Linked DNA regions of Sus scrofa: all the other regions are linked to region 1. The links are chromatin contacts, called in public Hi-C, HiChIP or PLAC-seq and promoter capture Hi-C maps. All regions are on one chromosome and are shown on one strand. Each heading gives the region's core, a stretch centred on a gene start, on an enhancer-like site or on the middle of the called end of the contact. The rest is flanking DNA. Distances are from core to core; before and after follow the strand shown.

Evidence for each region. Promoter capture Hi-C pulls out the DNA fragments that hold promoters and counts their contacts. Hi-C and Micro-C count contacts between places; a contact is called where the count stands out from the background. HiChIP or PLAC-seq counts read pairs in DNA pulled down with a chosen protein or histone mark.
Region 2: a contact with region 1 is called in a promoter capture Hi-C map of fetal liver, with 4 times the contacts expected there. The contact joins the promoter of HSD17B4 here to the promoter of DTWD2 in region 1. A contact is called at or near these places in 2 of 5 promoter capture datasets (fetal liver and liver), 21 of 47 Hi-C or Micro-C datasets (alveolar macrophages, blood, embryonic fibroblasts and 15 more) and 1 of 2 datasets of contacts at active chromatin or transcription factors (alveolar macrophages).
Region 3: a contact with region 1 is called in a Hi-C map of embryonic fibroblasts, with 3 times the contacts expected there. The contact joins the enhancer-like site here to the promoter of DTWD2 in region 1. A contact is called at or near these places in 18 of 47 Hi-C or Micro-C datasets (alveolar macrophages, embryonic fibroblasts, epiblast stem cells and 10 more) and 1 of 2 datasets of contacts at active chromatin or transcription factors (alveolar macrophages).
Region 4: a contact with region 1 is called in an H3K27ac HiChIP or PLAC-seq map of alveolar macrophages. The contact joins the enhancer-like site here to the promoter of DTWD2 in region 1. A contact is called at or near these places in 16 of 47 Hi-C or Micro-C datasets (blood, embryonic fibroblasts, epiblast stem cells and 9 more) and 1 of 2 datasets of contacts at active chromatin or transcription factors (alveolar macrophages).

What each region holds. Positions count from the first base shown.
Region 1 is chr2:122,935,320-122,938,844 of Sscrofa11.1, reverse strand. It overlaps DTWD2 (DTW domain-containing protein 2), which reads left to right and starts at 1,844. Exons shown (of 7, transcript XM_021084663.1): 1 at 1,844-2,174. The coding sequence starts at 1,957.
Region 2 is chr2:123,311,551-123,315,075 of Sscrofa11.1, reverse strand. HSD17B4 (hydroxysteroid 17-beta dehydrogenase 4) reads right to left here and starts at 1,593. Exons shown (of 24, transcript NM_214306.1): 1 at 1,467-1,593. The coding sequence starts at 1,524.
Region 3 is chr2:123,223,948-123,227,472 of Sscrofa11.1, reverse strand. It overlaps a transcript of TNFAIP8 not described here. Among named protein-coding and RNA genes, the nearest start is that of TNFAIP8, 18 kb to the left of the region's middle. Within about 2 kb of position 1,787, at least 17 of the 83 cell types and tissues checked have an H3K27ac peak or open chromatin away from gene starts, as enhancers often do. A contact at or near this core is called in alveolar macrophages and embryonic fibroblasts, where this site is marked.
Region 4 is chr2:123,205,155-123,208,679 of Sscrofa11.1, reverse strand. It overlaps a transcript of TNFAIP8 not described here. Among named protein-coding and RNA genes, the nearest start is that of TNFAIP8, 36 kb to the left of the region's middle. Within about 2 kb of position 1,614, at least 41 of the 83 cell types and tissues checked have an H3K27ac peak or open chromatin away from gene starts, as enhancers often do. A contact at or near this core is called in alveolar macrophages, embryonic fibroblasts, liver and 3 more, where this site is marked.

The sequences.
Region 1 (3,525 bases), core at 595-3,094:
TCTTTTTCTTTTTTTCCTCTTTCTCTCTGTCTTTTTAAGGCCTCACCCTGGACGTTTCCAAGCAAGGGGTCGAATGGGAGCTATAGCCACTGGCTTACACCGCAGCCCTAGCAACGCCAGATCAGAGCCATGTCTGTGACCTACACCACAGCTCACAGCAATGCCGGATCCTTAAGCCACAGAGCAAAGTCAGGAATCCAACCTGTGTCCTCATGGATGCTAGTCAGATTTGTATCTGCTGAGCCATGACGAGAACTCCAGCATGAGTGTTTTGTTGATTCTGGTCAACCTTGGGAAGAATGGACTATAGAGAAGTAAGAATGGAGCAGGGGACCACTTATGTGCCTATGGCAATGTTCTAGGCAAGAGATGACGGGGGCTTAAATCAGGCAGAAGTAGCAAGAGAAGATAAACAGTTGGATTTTGAATACTTTGATGGGTGGAGCCAATGGTCTAATGTGGGGTGTTAAAAGAGAAAGCCAACTGTAAACTGGCTTGTTAGGACTCATCTGCCCTCACATAACTCATACTTGGGATCTAGAAGGATCTTAAATGACTTGATATTATTTCATTTCTTGAGGTTAGAGACAAGAGTTTAAAGTGTGTCACATGAAAATTTAATTTTTGTAGTTAAAGTGTTGGTTCTCCAACCTAAATCTGCAACCATATTTCTTTATTTTCTGATTCAGTTCCTTTTCTGCAGTCTCTGGCATTTCATCATCTCCCAATTACAACTGGGATTAAGTTCCAGTTTTTTTTTCTTCCATCCAACATCAATGATAAGGCAGGATTTTCAGTCTTTTTCTACCCTCCCTTAGCATACCCCAAGTAGATTACAGGTGCCATTTCCAGGGGAAAAGAATGAAGGATAGTTGAAAACAATAGCCCTACATTCATGCAGGCTTGAATTTAAAATGACTAAAAAACTGATAGTGAGATAAACATTTTAAGAAATGCAATAATGCTCTATTACTGTTAGTGATAAATAGGTTTTGTTTTAATTATTCATAGTTCTAGAATCAAGATAACTATGATTGCAAAACTTAACTCTGATGACTGGTGAAAACTTTTAATATTTTGTTTAAAATGCTGAACGTCGGTAGAAGTAACAAAGTGTTAAGTGAAAAGAATCAGCACCTATTTCAGGGCAAGCAGCATTTCCACTTTTATTCTAAAATGGATTTCATTTTGGCTTTTAAAAAACTGCTGGCTCTATTGCTGTTTTCCAGAGCTGTAAAAACTTAGGCAAGGTAGTTATCTGTTTCTTTCTTTTTTCTCATCCATGAAATCTCAGCTCTCTTATTGCCTCTTGATCTTAGGAGCCTCGGACAACTGAAAAACCACACTTAAAGAAATGTTTAGCGTCGTGTAAAAACAGCATGACTGATTATGAGTAGAAATACCAAGAAGATACAGGACATAGGTCCTTGCCTTTCTAGAGCAAGAAATTCTCATTAAAAGGACCAGTAGTGAATCAAAATCCAGTCAGTACAACCTCTCCTCCTTTGTTGGCCTGCAACAATGGCTCATCCCCTGTTGGAAATGCTGGGTGCACTCACCCACCTAATTACTGAACTGCCATCCTAGGGTGGAAAATGCTGAATTCAATTTTATTTTCATTTTTAAAGGTGTGAAATTAAGGAAAGTACCATCAGGTTTGCTGCCTGGGTGTTTTCAGAGGAGAACCTTTTACCTGCCCCAGAGAAGCCTTCCTAATCTCTCCGGCTCCCCGGGACAAACCACACTTCCCTTCCGGGTTCTAGGTGAACCATCCCACTGACACACACCAATGGGCTCGCTTCTTCTCCGCTGCGGGGCGGGACCTCCTGCCTGGGCTCCGCGTACGTGGCGAGAGTGCGTGGGGCCGCGCGGCGCGGGCCGGTTTCTCTAGGGTGTGGCGCCCTCCGGCGGCAGGGGGACCTCAATGTGACTGCCAGACACGAGCGCCCGCCCGCCATGGATCCGCAGGAAGAAGCGCGAACATCCAGGGACCCCCTCGAGCGGTCGCCTGGGGTCCCGAAGTCTCAGACACCCGACGAAGAGGAGCGGCGGGGAGGGGGAACAGCGCCAGCGGCGGCTGTCTTGGACGCAGAGGCAGACGGCGCCAGTGTGGACGGACTGTGGGAACTGCCAGTGGAGCCGGCCAAACGGAGGCCCGAATGCAGCCGCTGCAGGTGACCGCCAGGCGGGGGGCGGGACTGAGGCGGGCGGCAGACTTGGCAAGGCGCGGGCGGGTGGTGGAAGCTGCAGCGCCCTCTGACGGGAAGGCGGCCGCTGGGGCTCCAGCCCCGGGGGGCTCTGGCTCTGGCATCTCTGTGCTTGGGGTGGTAGGTTCCGTTGGTTGACCTTGGAATCACTGTGAAATCCCCGTCACAGTTCTTTAGTAAGAAGCCATTTACCCAGGTTTAGGATTATTTAGACTTACTTCCTGTAAGACGCTCAACAAGTCACGGGATGAGCAGGCATAAGTTCCTCTGTCAAGAAACTGGAGCGTCTTGGATAATATTTGTAAAAACACGTTTACGTTTGAGTGAATTAGTCATCTTACAGTAAAAAACAAAAGAAAACCATAAAGTGGATTAGAGAGACACAGTCAAGGTGGCTGTTACCTTAATTGAGATTGTATTCAGAATTCCTGAAGAAGTATTTATTGAGCACCTCCTGTGTGTCAGGCACTGTGCTAGGTTCCCAGAAATGCGATGGATAAAACAGACGTTGTCTGTGCGCACTAGGGCACTTGCAGTCTAATGAGACAGTTTATTAAGCAACACCAACAATTAACATTACTTGCCTGATTACGTACTTTTTAGGATACCTCATTGTGCCGGTGTACTCTGAGTATTGTGAGGATTGCTTTCTCTGCCTGTTTGAATCTCTTGCTACATAGGTATATGCTATTATCTTAACCTCCTGGGTGTTCAGGATCATTTCCCTTGATTGATGAAGGCCTCCATCTATCATCTGTTCTCTTCACACTTTTAACTGTTAGATAGTGTCTCTATTTCCTCATCTGGGAATCACTCTGTGATTTGTCCTCAGATTGTACAGTGCTCTGAAATAGTTCTCCGTAAAGTCACCATTAACTTTGAGATGAAATCTAATGGATCTTATGTTCACTTAAAAAAGAGACTATAGTTGATTTACAGTGTTGTGCCAATTTCTGCTGTGCAGCAAAGTAACCCAGTCATGCATATATGTACACACACACACACACACACACACACACACACATTCCTCTCTTATATTATCTTCCATCATGTTCTATCCCAAGAGACTAGATCTAGTTCCCTGTGCTGTACAGTAGGACCTCATTCCTTATCCATTCTAAATGTTATAGTTTGTATCTACTAACTCCAAACTCCCAGTCCATCCCACTCATTTCCTCCCCCTTGGCAGCCACAAGTCTGCTCTCTACCTATGCAAGTCTGTTTCTGTTCTATAGGTAGGTTCATTTCTGCTGCATTTTAGATTCCATGTATAAGTGATAACACATGGTATTTGTCTCTTTCTGACTTACTTCACTTA
Region 2 (3,525 bases), core at 344-2,843, 380 kb before region 1:
ACTGTCAAGCCACAACTCATTAATACTTCACAAAATCAATTTAGTGGACTGCAATCTGTATTTCTCAATGAAAGAAGCAGAAAAGTTCAAAGTGCACTGCATTTACTATGCACCACGTCATGAATTTCTTTCAAATATAGATGGCGGGGTGTGCACACACACACCAGGTCTTGGTGTAAAATGTATTTCATAGTGTGGATCACTCACTGTCAAAAGAGATTTAAAACAGGAGACACATTCCTTATTTCCATTCCGTCAAAGTGTAAACAAAATGTTTTTCCAAAACGGATCATTTTAGAATGAATGATCATTTTAGAATGAAGTATTTAGCTACAGGTACAAAATACTTGGCTACCAACTAATACTAAAGACATTTTTCTGAACAGAAGCATAAGAATTTACTTTATTAATGGAGATGTGAAGGTACAAATGAATTAACTGACAGAATTCCATTGTTTGTGATTTTTAACATACAATTCAAATTAATTCTTCATTAAATCCATAAGGCACTACCAGTGGGGGATCAATTAAGACCAAGATCCCTGCACTTGGAGGTCGGAGAGGTCGTGTATTGGTGGTAAAAATAGAAAACCTCAACGCAAAGCATTCGCGTGGGTATGACTGGTTTGTTTTAATTCTGTCCTTTAAAAATAGGGTTATTTCTCATAACAAATCACCATTTTGCTTCGGAAGTACAGGAAGATCTGGCCCATGTCAAAAAGGCCTCTGCTCCTCAGCTCCTGCTGTCCCCATGACACTCTCAATTACGTCCTTTATCAGGCACTGAGTTCACAACCCACGCCAAGACTCCAGTGGACTAGTCAATATGGTGCTTGGCTTGATATACATACAAAGTCCAACCAGGAGGAATCCAATCAGATTTTTTTTTTTTTCTTTTTAAGGAAGGCCCTCTAAAGAACTTAAAATCATCCAACAAAGGGAAGGATGAGTGACTTTTTAAAAGCAAGGGACTGACATATCTGCTACACCGGGGGTGACTGCAGCTCCCAGACGGCTTTTCCACCACATTTAAAAGACTTAAAGCGGCCTAGATAGTCTACTGGCAGGAAGAGTCCCAATGGATACTCACGGATGAGCTCCTGAAAGACCTTTCACCTAGTTCTGCAACCCGCAGCCCAACGAAGCCTCTCTCCTCAGGCAAGATCCTAAACCCTGAGAAGTCCACACGGGTGGGGGCTGCACCAGGAGTTTCTGGCTCTCCACTCAAGACTGGCCAGCCCCACCTCCCCCGCCTCAGCAGATTCGGCGTCGGGAGGACAGTCGTTGTCCGTCCTCCCACCACCCCCAGGGGATCCAGCCGCTCACTCCGCTAGCTGCCCCGCCACCGCTGTCCGCAGTCCCGACGCTGAGACCGCAGCCACCGCTGCGAGAGCAGCGGGACCGAAAAGGAGTGCTCCGGGATAGGAGCGACCCGGACGTCAGCCTTCCAACCTTTGCATGCCTACCTCCCCCGGCACCGGTGACCAGCACCACACGCCCGTAGAAGTTCAACATCGAGGCCATAAGTCCGGCCTGCAGAAGAACCAGCACAGCTCACACTGCCGGACAGGGAAAACCTGAGGCGAGGAGGAGCGGCGCCGAAGGCATTAACCGGCCAGTTTCTGGGTAAGAGAGTGACGTAGTATTTTTCCAAGTGCGCCTGCGCGGCCAATCCCTTGGAACTCTGGGAAATGTAGTCCACCGTGCCTCCAGGCGCTGCTGGACCCTGCCCAGGAGGCTTGGGTTGAAAGGGCTAGTTCTGCTGCGGAAGTAAAGGGAGCTGATGGGACCTTTGTGGTAAAATGGCTGACTGGGCCGACCTTGTATTTATCCATTCACCCGTCCCTTTGTCATTCACTCAACAAGCGTTTTCTGGATCTTGGCGAGGATGCAGCCCCTATCCTTAAGTAGCTTTCAAAAATAGCTCCTGAGAAGTAGAGGTACTCTGACCAATGGGTAAAAGATTTCTCAGAATGGACCTCTGGGAACTGTCAAAAATGCAAAGTACTGAGCCCCCACGCTGACATCCCAAATGGAATTGATTGACTCTACCGGTCCTGGAGTCTGAGACTGGCCAAGACCGCTTGTTTCTGCCAGGAAGGTTTTCTTTTTCCACTTGGCTTCACACAGCCAATAATGAAATCGATGTTGAAACTGGAACAGCACGAGCTTTATTTAATCACCAAAGAATGGAGAAGCGGAAACTTAGGTCACAAATCAATTTCTAAACCCAATTCAGATGGAGACACCACACATGTAGGACGATGGAGATAAAAGGGAGGTAATTAGGAAAAGTGGGAGGAATACTCAGTCATGACTTAACCAAGAACATCGATGTACTTCGGATCCAGAACTGAAAGAACACTCCTCCGTAGTCTTCGTAGTCTTCGTATGGGCCTTTCCCATTGTTGCTGTGGTAATTGTCAAGGGACAAAGCACTGGTAGGTGTCATTTAGTGTGCTAATCTATTGCAATGAATGTATAATGAGGCTAAAAGTCTACTGGAAGTCAAATGTTCTCTGGCACCTGGTTTGTTCTAACCTGTACTTGTTTTTCTCTTTGCAGCTTCCTCCTGAAACTTAGACTAGAGCAACTGGTTTCCATTCAAGGAAGGGGAAGGGGTATGATTCTGGGGCAATAGTCTTGGCCACAAAATATCAAGGGACAAAAAAAAAAAAAAAAAATGTCCAGGGGTGATTCTAAATAACTTTTGCTTTTGGGGGTTGAATATAGTCATATTATTAAGCACCTAGGGGTAGTAAGCACAAGTTTACAGATGAAAAATAAGGTGTCCCTGAGCTATTCAAAATTAGGTGGTATAACTTTACCTACAGTACAGCATGCTAAGACTTGTGCCGAAATAAACAAACCCTTTCCCTTCCGGTGAGAAAAGGGGAAAACTTTCCAAAGGAGATGACAGACTTAAGAAGTGTGCTTTGCAAATAGAGGATATTATAGGTAATAGAAGTAGAAGTACTAGCTTGACAGAGGTGGAGGTAAGTTCACGAAAGTAAGCAGAATCAGTCAGATCACATTTAGGTGTTTAAATTTTGAGCTTAAAACATGTTAAGCAAGATTACTCCAGAGAAATGTTTACATCATGAAAAGGTCATTTTGCCCCACTACTGAGAATTGACTGGAGGTGAACAGAGAGAACAGATAGACACCTATTGGAGAAAACTGTAGAGACCAAAAGTAATGCAGAGGAAATATGGAAGGAGGGGGCAGTAATACAGAGGTATATTTGGAAATGGAGTTAATAGGTCTTTTTTTTTTTTTTTTTTTTTGGCTTTTTGTCTTTTTTTGTTGTTGTTGTTGTTGCTATTTCTTGGGCCGCTCCCGCGGCGTATGGAGGTTCCCAGGCTAGGGGTTGAATCGGAGCTGGAGCCACCGGCCTACGCCAGAGCCACAGCAACGCGGGATCCGAGCCGAGTTTGCAACCTACACCACAGCTCACGGCAACGCCGGATCGTCAACCCACTGAGCAAGGGCAGGGACCGAACCCGCAACCCCATGGTTACTAGT
Region 3 (3,525 bases), core at 538-3,037, 290 kb before region 1:
TATGGAAACTCACTGAAGAGAATAAGTTGGGAGAGTACTCTGAGGAGGAAGCACTATCAGAAGAACACAGTTTTTGGAGTTCCCGCCGTGGCGCAATGCAAACAAATCTGACTAGGAACCATGAGATTGTGGATTCGATCCCTGGCCTCGCTCAGTGGGTTAAGGATCTGGGGTTGCCGTGAGCTGTGTTGTAGGTTGCAGACGCGGCTGGGATCCGGTGTTGCTGTGGCTCTGGTGGAGGCCGGCAACTACAGCTCCAATTAGACCCCTAGCCCGGGAACCTCCATATATCACGGGTGCGGCCCTAAAAAGCAAAAAAAAAAAAAAACCCCAACAACAAACCCACAATTTAACACAGCTTGAATTCAGTGGCTTTGCCAAAGGAATATTTAAATTCACGAAGCTCCCTCACCAGCCAACACCAGACATAAAGAATCTGGGTACCATCAATTGCTCACAAAAATACCTTTGGGTAATTTGCAAGGACTCTAACACAAATTTAAATCACATAAGTAAAAAAGAAGAAAAGTTGAACCACCCGCCTCCCTCAAGCTCAGTGGCTGCTGCTGGTTCAGCAGGTCTTGCCTGAGCAGGGTAATACAAGGTGTTATCTCTGAGGCGCCTGAGAGGCTCCCAAGCCCCAAATTATCCTCTTGGCTCTACAGGAAATATTCTCATTGAGGGGTGGTACTGTGGGCTAAACTTTGCCCTCTTCTCTGTTCTACCATCAGTGTCTTTTAAAAAGACAAGCATCCTTTGGAGACAAGGACTGTGGCTCACTAACAGTTAAATGAATTCACTATAAATGAAGTCTTTATATTTGATTTCTTTATTCCTCCAACAGGGTATTCCAGGTGGAAGCAGGAAGGCAGAAATTAAGAGTGTGGGAGGGGTGGGCAAAGAGTGAAAGCAAGCTTATCGCCCTCCCAGTTGCACCCTGCTCCTTAACCCCAAGCCTGCCTAACACCACGAAGAGGTAGAGGAGTAAATAACCCTGCAGACAACTTGCCAGGCAGGTGGGTGAGTTTCAAACACTTGGGGTTTGTTAAATTTAGTGATGCAAATTTTTTCTAATGATGTAAAATACTCAGAATTCTTTTCATTGAAGAGAAAACCTCTCTGCTTCTCTTAAATTGATTCAGCCTCCAAAAACCATTGACCCAAAGAAACCATTTTCATTGAGGAAGTGATCTCTTTAGAAGTATTTGTAATTTGCAGGTAAAAATTATGGTGTCCACTTATCCCAATGAAAGCCTTCTAACTGAAGGTAAAAGCTAAAATCTACTACAAAAACAAAAATACAATAGGCTCACATCTACAAGATCTCTGGCATCTCTGAAGCTGAGCAAACATCAATGATAGCTGAACTTAGTCTGCCCAAGAAATCACTAACTGGTAACCTTAGGGGTGAATTCAGCTCAGAGTTTTTCTTAGACCATGTAAGCTTTATTTTTCATCTGAACTTCAATGCCTTTAGATGGGAACTCTTCAAGTTTGCCATGGGTCTAAAGACTTTCAACAGTTCATACAAAGCACTATTTGCACATTCATATTTCCTGCCTGGTTCTTGCAGACACTGGAGTTTAGGACCACTGCTTTCTATAGACTGATGTTAAAAACAACCTCCCCTGCTAAGATAGAGCTCCAGGGCTAGTGTTTCAGAGTGGAGCATGTGTGGGTTATTGAGCAATAGTATCGCTGAAAAATGATAAACCACAACAGTCTGCAATACCACTTGCAATCAGACTCCGAACCAAACGGGAGAGCAGAAACACCACTGGGGCTCAGTAGTCCCAGGACAAGCCACGTGACCAGAGCTTGGAAACCACTTTTGAACAGAAGCGTCTGCCACGAGTCACCGTCTGATGTTGCTGCTCCCACAAGATCCCTGACATCTGGATGTCACAGAACACAAGCTCGGCAGCCAAAACCCAAGCCTGGCTTGGCAAAGCAAACAATCCCTCTATTCAGTGAGCTGTGCCTGTACCCTAGTATCTGTAGTATCCAGCTAACACTCAGCTCTGAGCAATTCGCACCCGACGATACTCAGCCAGTTGCGACACTTGATGGCTATTTAAGATGTTTATCGCACACAACAGAGAAACTATGCTATCACCCGCCTGTCCATCAGTGCTGGCACGAAGGATTAAAGGCCCCACTCCTACCCCTATCTCAGTCCTATGTGACACTTCTATCACACTTCGCTTAGAACTCAGGAATCAGAAACCTAGTGCTCAAAGGTAGCCTTTGAGGTCCTTGCAATCTCCTCCTTCCTCAAACTTGTTCACAAATGAGAAATTAGGTCCAGCACGTTGATAGAACAAGTCCAAAGACTCAGCACATACGTGTCTTAAGAGGGACCAGAACGTTGATCTCTGAGTCCTCCACCGTGGAGGTATCTTCTCTGTGACCGTCAGAGCAGCCTTCCTGTCCTTCTGCCGCCCAGCCCAGTGATCCTGGATGTGATTTCTGTGACCCACACAGACAACCTCATTCACTAGAGGTCACCACTAGGGTTCAGGTCAAACCCCACTGATAATAAAGGGGTTCCTCTGCTTTGACTGGTTCTCTGTGCACGTATTTCCCTCAGGGATGTAGCCGGGAACACTGGCTGGCTGGGGACAAGGCTTGAGAATTTGGGGTCCTATACCCTACCCACAGATTTCATCTACAAAGATAAACTGGCACCTCCAATTTACCCATCGCTAATTGGGGCTTTCTTTCTTTCTATCACCATGGCTTTCACTCCCCCAAGAGCACTCTGAATGTTGCCCCATGTCTAAGCCAATCTCCTGGAGATCTCAGCTAGAGTAAACTAAAGGAAACGCTTTGTGACCAAGTGCCCTGTTTTGTTTATCTGCGTGCAGCTCCAAAGTCTTTACATTATCCAGAGCCCAGGAATATCAATTAAAAAACAAAAAATAAGCAAATTTTGCAATTAAGCTCATATCTATAAAATGTAAGGACAGTCTTTACAGGGACATATAGTCTTATTACAATGAGCAAAAAAAAAAAAAAAAAATTACACTGGAGTTCCCACTCTGGCTCAGCGGTAAGGAATCCGACTGGTGTCCATGAGGATGCAGGTTCAATTCCTGGCCCCGTTCAGTGGGTTAAGGATCCGGCTTTGCTGTGAGCTGTGGTGTAGGTCACAGATGCGGCTCATATTCCATGTTGCTGTGGCGGTGGCGTAGGCTGGCAGCTATAGCTCTGATTCACCCCTAGCCTGGGAACTTCCATTTGCTGTGAGTGTGGCCCTACAAAAAAAAAAAAAAAAAAAAAAAAAAAAAGCAAACATAAATAAATAAATAAATAAAATTACACTGGACTCCCATGTTACAGGGGGACATATAATTACCACAGGTTGAAGGGATGCTTGTAATTAATTTTCTTTGGTTCTTATTCTTTTCATTCAGTGCTTATCAGAGAGTAAGTTCTCATGGTTGAGAACTTGCCGTCCTCATCTTTACTGCTGTCGTGGCTCATGGAGTCTGTATTCTTGTTCTCCCTGGTGGCACCTGCATC
Region 4 (3,525 bases), core at 365-2,864, 270 kb before region 1:
GACCTGCATTTACCTGGTACCTCCTGCACACCAGGTGCTGACTTAGGTGCTGGGCACATGGTGGGAAATAAAACACAGGAACTGACCTTCAATGGGAGAAAGATACAGCAGCCAAGAAAACACATAAGTAACTAAAGGGCAGATGGTGAAAGATGCTAGCATGGAAATGAACGGGGGCTCTGGTGAAGACTGCTCTCTGGCAGAGGTGGCATCAGAGGTCTATGCCAAGCGGCAGAAGAAGAGCAGGAAAAGCAGCAGGAAGAGCAGGTGCTCCAGCCTGAGCCACGACAAGCTTGGCCTGCTCCAGAGAGAGGAGTGGAAAGGGGGCCGGTGTGGCTGCAGAGCTGGAAGCACAGGGAGTCAGGCAAAGATGGGAATAGGTAGGGCCATACGAGCATGGCAAGAAGTTTATATTATATGGTAGGAATGTAAAACAGGTCAAATGTCTGGAAGGCAAAGTGGCATAAAGATTAAAACATTCAAACTCCACATGCCCTTTGAACCATTTCCAGGAACACATCCAATGAAACAGAGACAAGCGTAGACAGCTGCTAAACACGAGAGAGCTGTGTAGTGTTATGACAATGGTGAAGATTAAAAACAGCTTACAAGATCCCCAAATGGGGGGTTTGTTAAGTGAGTTATGGCACATCCATATAATGGCATGTAATACAGTCTTTAAAATGATTTTGTAAAGAAATTAATAACATGAGGATTCTGAACAAAGGCTACAGAGCAACATGTAAAAGTAAAGAAATCATATTAAGTACTATGTAATTTTTATAGAGAAAAACTCTAAGCACACAGAAAAAAAGCCTGGAGTTAGATTCACAAAATGTTTTTTCTGAGTGCTGAAATGAAGTACCTTTTTTTTTCATGTTTCTGTTCAAATTATGATTGATAAATACACTACACTACCATGTGAGGCTTGTGTAATTTTTTAAAAGCCTGTGAAAAGAAGGTACAGCAGGTGAGGTGTTCCCGCTGCGGCGCAGTGGGATTGGAGGTGTCCCTGGAGTGCTGGGACACAGGTCTGGTTCCCTGCCTGGCACAGTGATCCCTGGTCCAGGAAATCCATATGCTAGGAGGCAGCCAAAACAGAAGGAAGAAAGGAGGAATGGAGGGGGGAGGAGAGAGGGAAAGAGAGAGATGGAAAGAAAGAAAGACAGAGAGAAAGAAAGGAAGCAAGCAAGCAAGCAAAAAAAGAAAGAACCAAAGGGAGAGGGAGAAAGAGAGAAAAAAAGGAAAAACGAGAAAGAAAAACAGCAAGAAGGACGGAAAGGAAGAAAGAGAAAGAAAGGAAGGAGGGCAGAACGGAAGGGAGGGAGAGAGGGGAAAAAAGAAAAAAAAAACAGAAAAAAAAAGAAATAAAAAAGATATAGCATGGTAGATACTTATGTGATCACAAAAATAAATTTATGATTGTTTTGATCAAGAGATGGCCAGGTCAAGCTTCTATCTTTTCAGGGAATCTTTGGAGCAAAAGAGAAAAACAACCCAAAAAACCAAGCAAACCAAAAAATTCCCTAGAACTTCGGGCAGGAAGTGTGTCATTCCTCTTGCTGATCCCTCTGACTCAGCACTGACTGTGAGGCCCTGCTGAGTCCCATAGTGAAGACGTTAGAGTTCAGAGAGACTGGAGGCTTGGAAACCTCGCCCAGGAGCTCCCAGCCCTGGGGCGCAAGTGTGAAAGCAGACCTGGACCTTCTGAGGAAAAAGCTGTCTCTAAGGAAAAAGACACTTCATTACAGCCAAGACCAACAGCCTCCCTTATATTAGCACAGGTTAAACAGGATTACGTTTCTGTCTATTTCTTTTAAATAAGGTTCACTGCACAAGACCCAAACATACCGTCCAAACAGGTTTGAAAATGTAATCAACAGTTAGGACAAGTTCCCACAAGTCACAAGTATTCTGATCCTGGCTTACGCAGGCAGGCCCAAGTTGAAAAAGTTCCCCACAGGTCCTGTTCAGCCAGGGTGCCTCCCTGACGCAAAGGTGGTCTGGTTCCTGTGTCCTGTTAGGCAACCTCCTAAGCTCAGCACTCAATGGCCATTCCAAGTGCACAGACTGAAAATGATTTGCTAGCAGAATCCCAGGCACGTCTTTTAGTTCTGTTTTTAATAATGTCCTGGAAGCGACAGAGCTGGGGGAAACATATACACACGACTGTACAAGAACGCAGACTTTTTTTTTTTTTTTTTTTTAACTTTGGAAACCTTAAAATGTTTAAGACAAACTAAATCAGAATTTGAGGACACTGCCAATTACAATCCACGGCCTCTGCCTTCCTACATTCATTCAATCGATATTTACTAAGGCCTTACTGGGCCCCATGGTAGCTCCTAGGATAAAAAATAAACAAGGGGGCCTGACGAGGGATGTGATGCACTGGGGAGGTGGGATGGGGGTGTTGGGGGTGAGGCAGATACTTCCAAGATACTCTAATAGGTACAGTCAGTTTGGGAACAGGTTATTAAGGATCTTATGAGCCTTGCAGAAAAATTTATTCATTTATTTATTATTTTCTATTTTATGATTTTTATTTTTTCCATTATAGTTGATTTACAGTGTTCTGTCAATTTCTACTGTACAGCAAAGTGACTTAGTCATACATATACATTTTTTTCTCACATTATCCTATATCATGTTCCATCACAAGTGACTAGATTTAGTTCCCTATGCTATCTAGCACCTATTGAAAAATTTAGACTTCATCAAAATTTTAATAAGGCATCTCAAGCAAGGGATGAAACAATCAGATGGATATTTTTATAAGGACCAATAACACCACAGCAAGCCAGACTGGTATGGAGATAGGAGCAGGGGACATGTGGCATGTCAACTATCTTCGAAGAAATCTAGATGAGATGTGATGGTGGTGACCTGGTCTCAGTTGGTGGCAATGGGCTAGGGTACAGATTCTACAGCTATTTAATGGGAGAAGTGATGATATTGGCAATTGGTTAAGGCAGAGGAAGATGCCTTCCAGGCTTCTGGGTAATCAAGTGGATCATTTACTAAGGGAAAACTGGAAGAGAAGGTAAGTTCAGCTTATTTCACATTGAATTTCATTTGCCTATGCTAATGCAAGTACTGATGAACAATTTATAAGTGGACGCACAAAGGTAGGTTAGGAGAGAGTGATTGGGAGAGAGGAACTTTTTTTTTTTTTTTTTTCACTATGCCTATAGCAAGCAAAAGTTCCCTGGCCAGGGACTGAACCCACAACCAGAACCATTGAAGTGACAGTGCTGGATCCTTAACCCGCTGTGCCACCAGGGAACTCCAATAGAAGAGCATTTTGGTGTTTGTTTTTTTGTTTTTCTTTTTAGGGCTGTACTCATGGCATATTGAAGCTCCCATTCTAGGGGTCGAATTGGAGCTACAGCTGCCGGCCTACAGCATAGCCACAGCAACTCACGATCTGAGCCACATCTGCAACCTACACCACAGCTCATGGCAACACCAGATCCCCAACCCAATGAGTGGGGCCAGACATTGAACTTGTATCCTCATGGATAC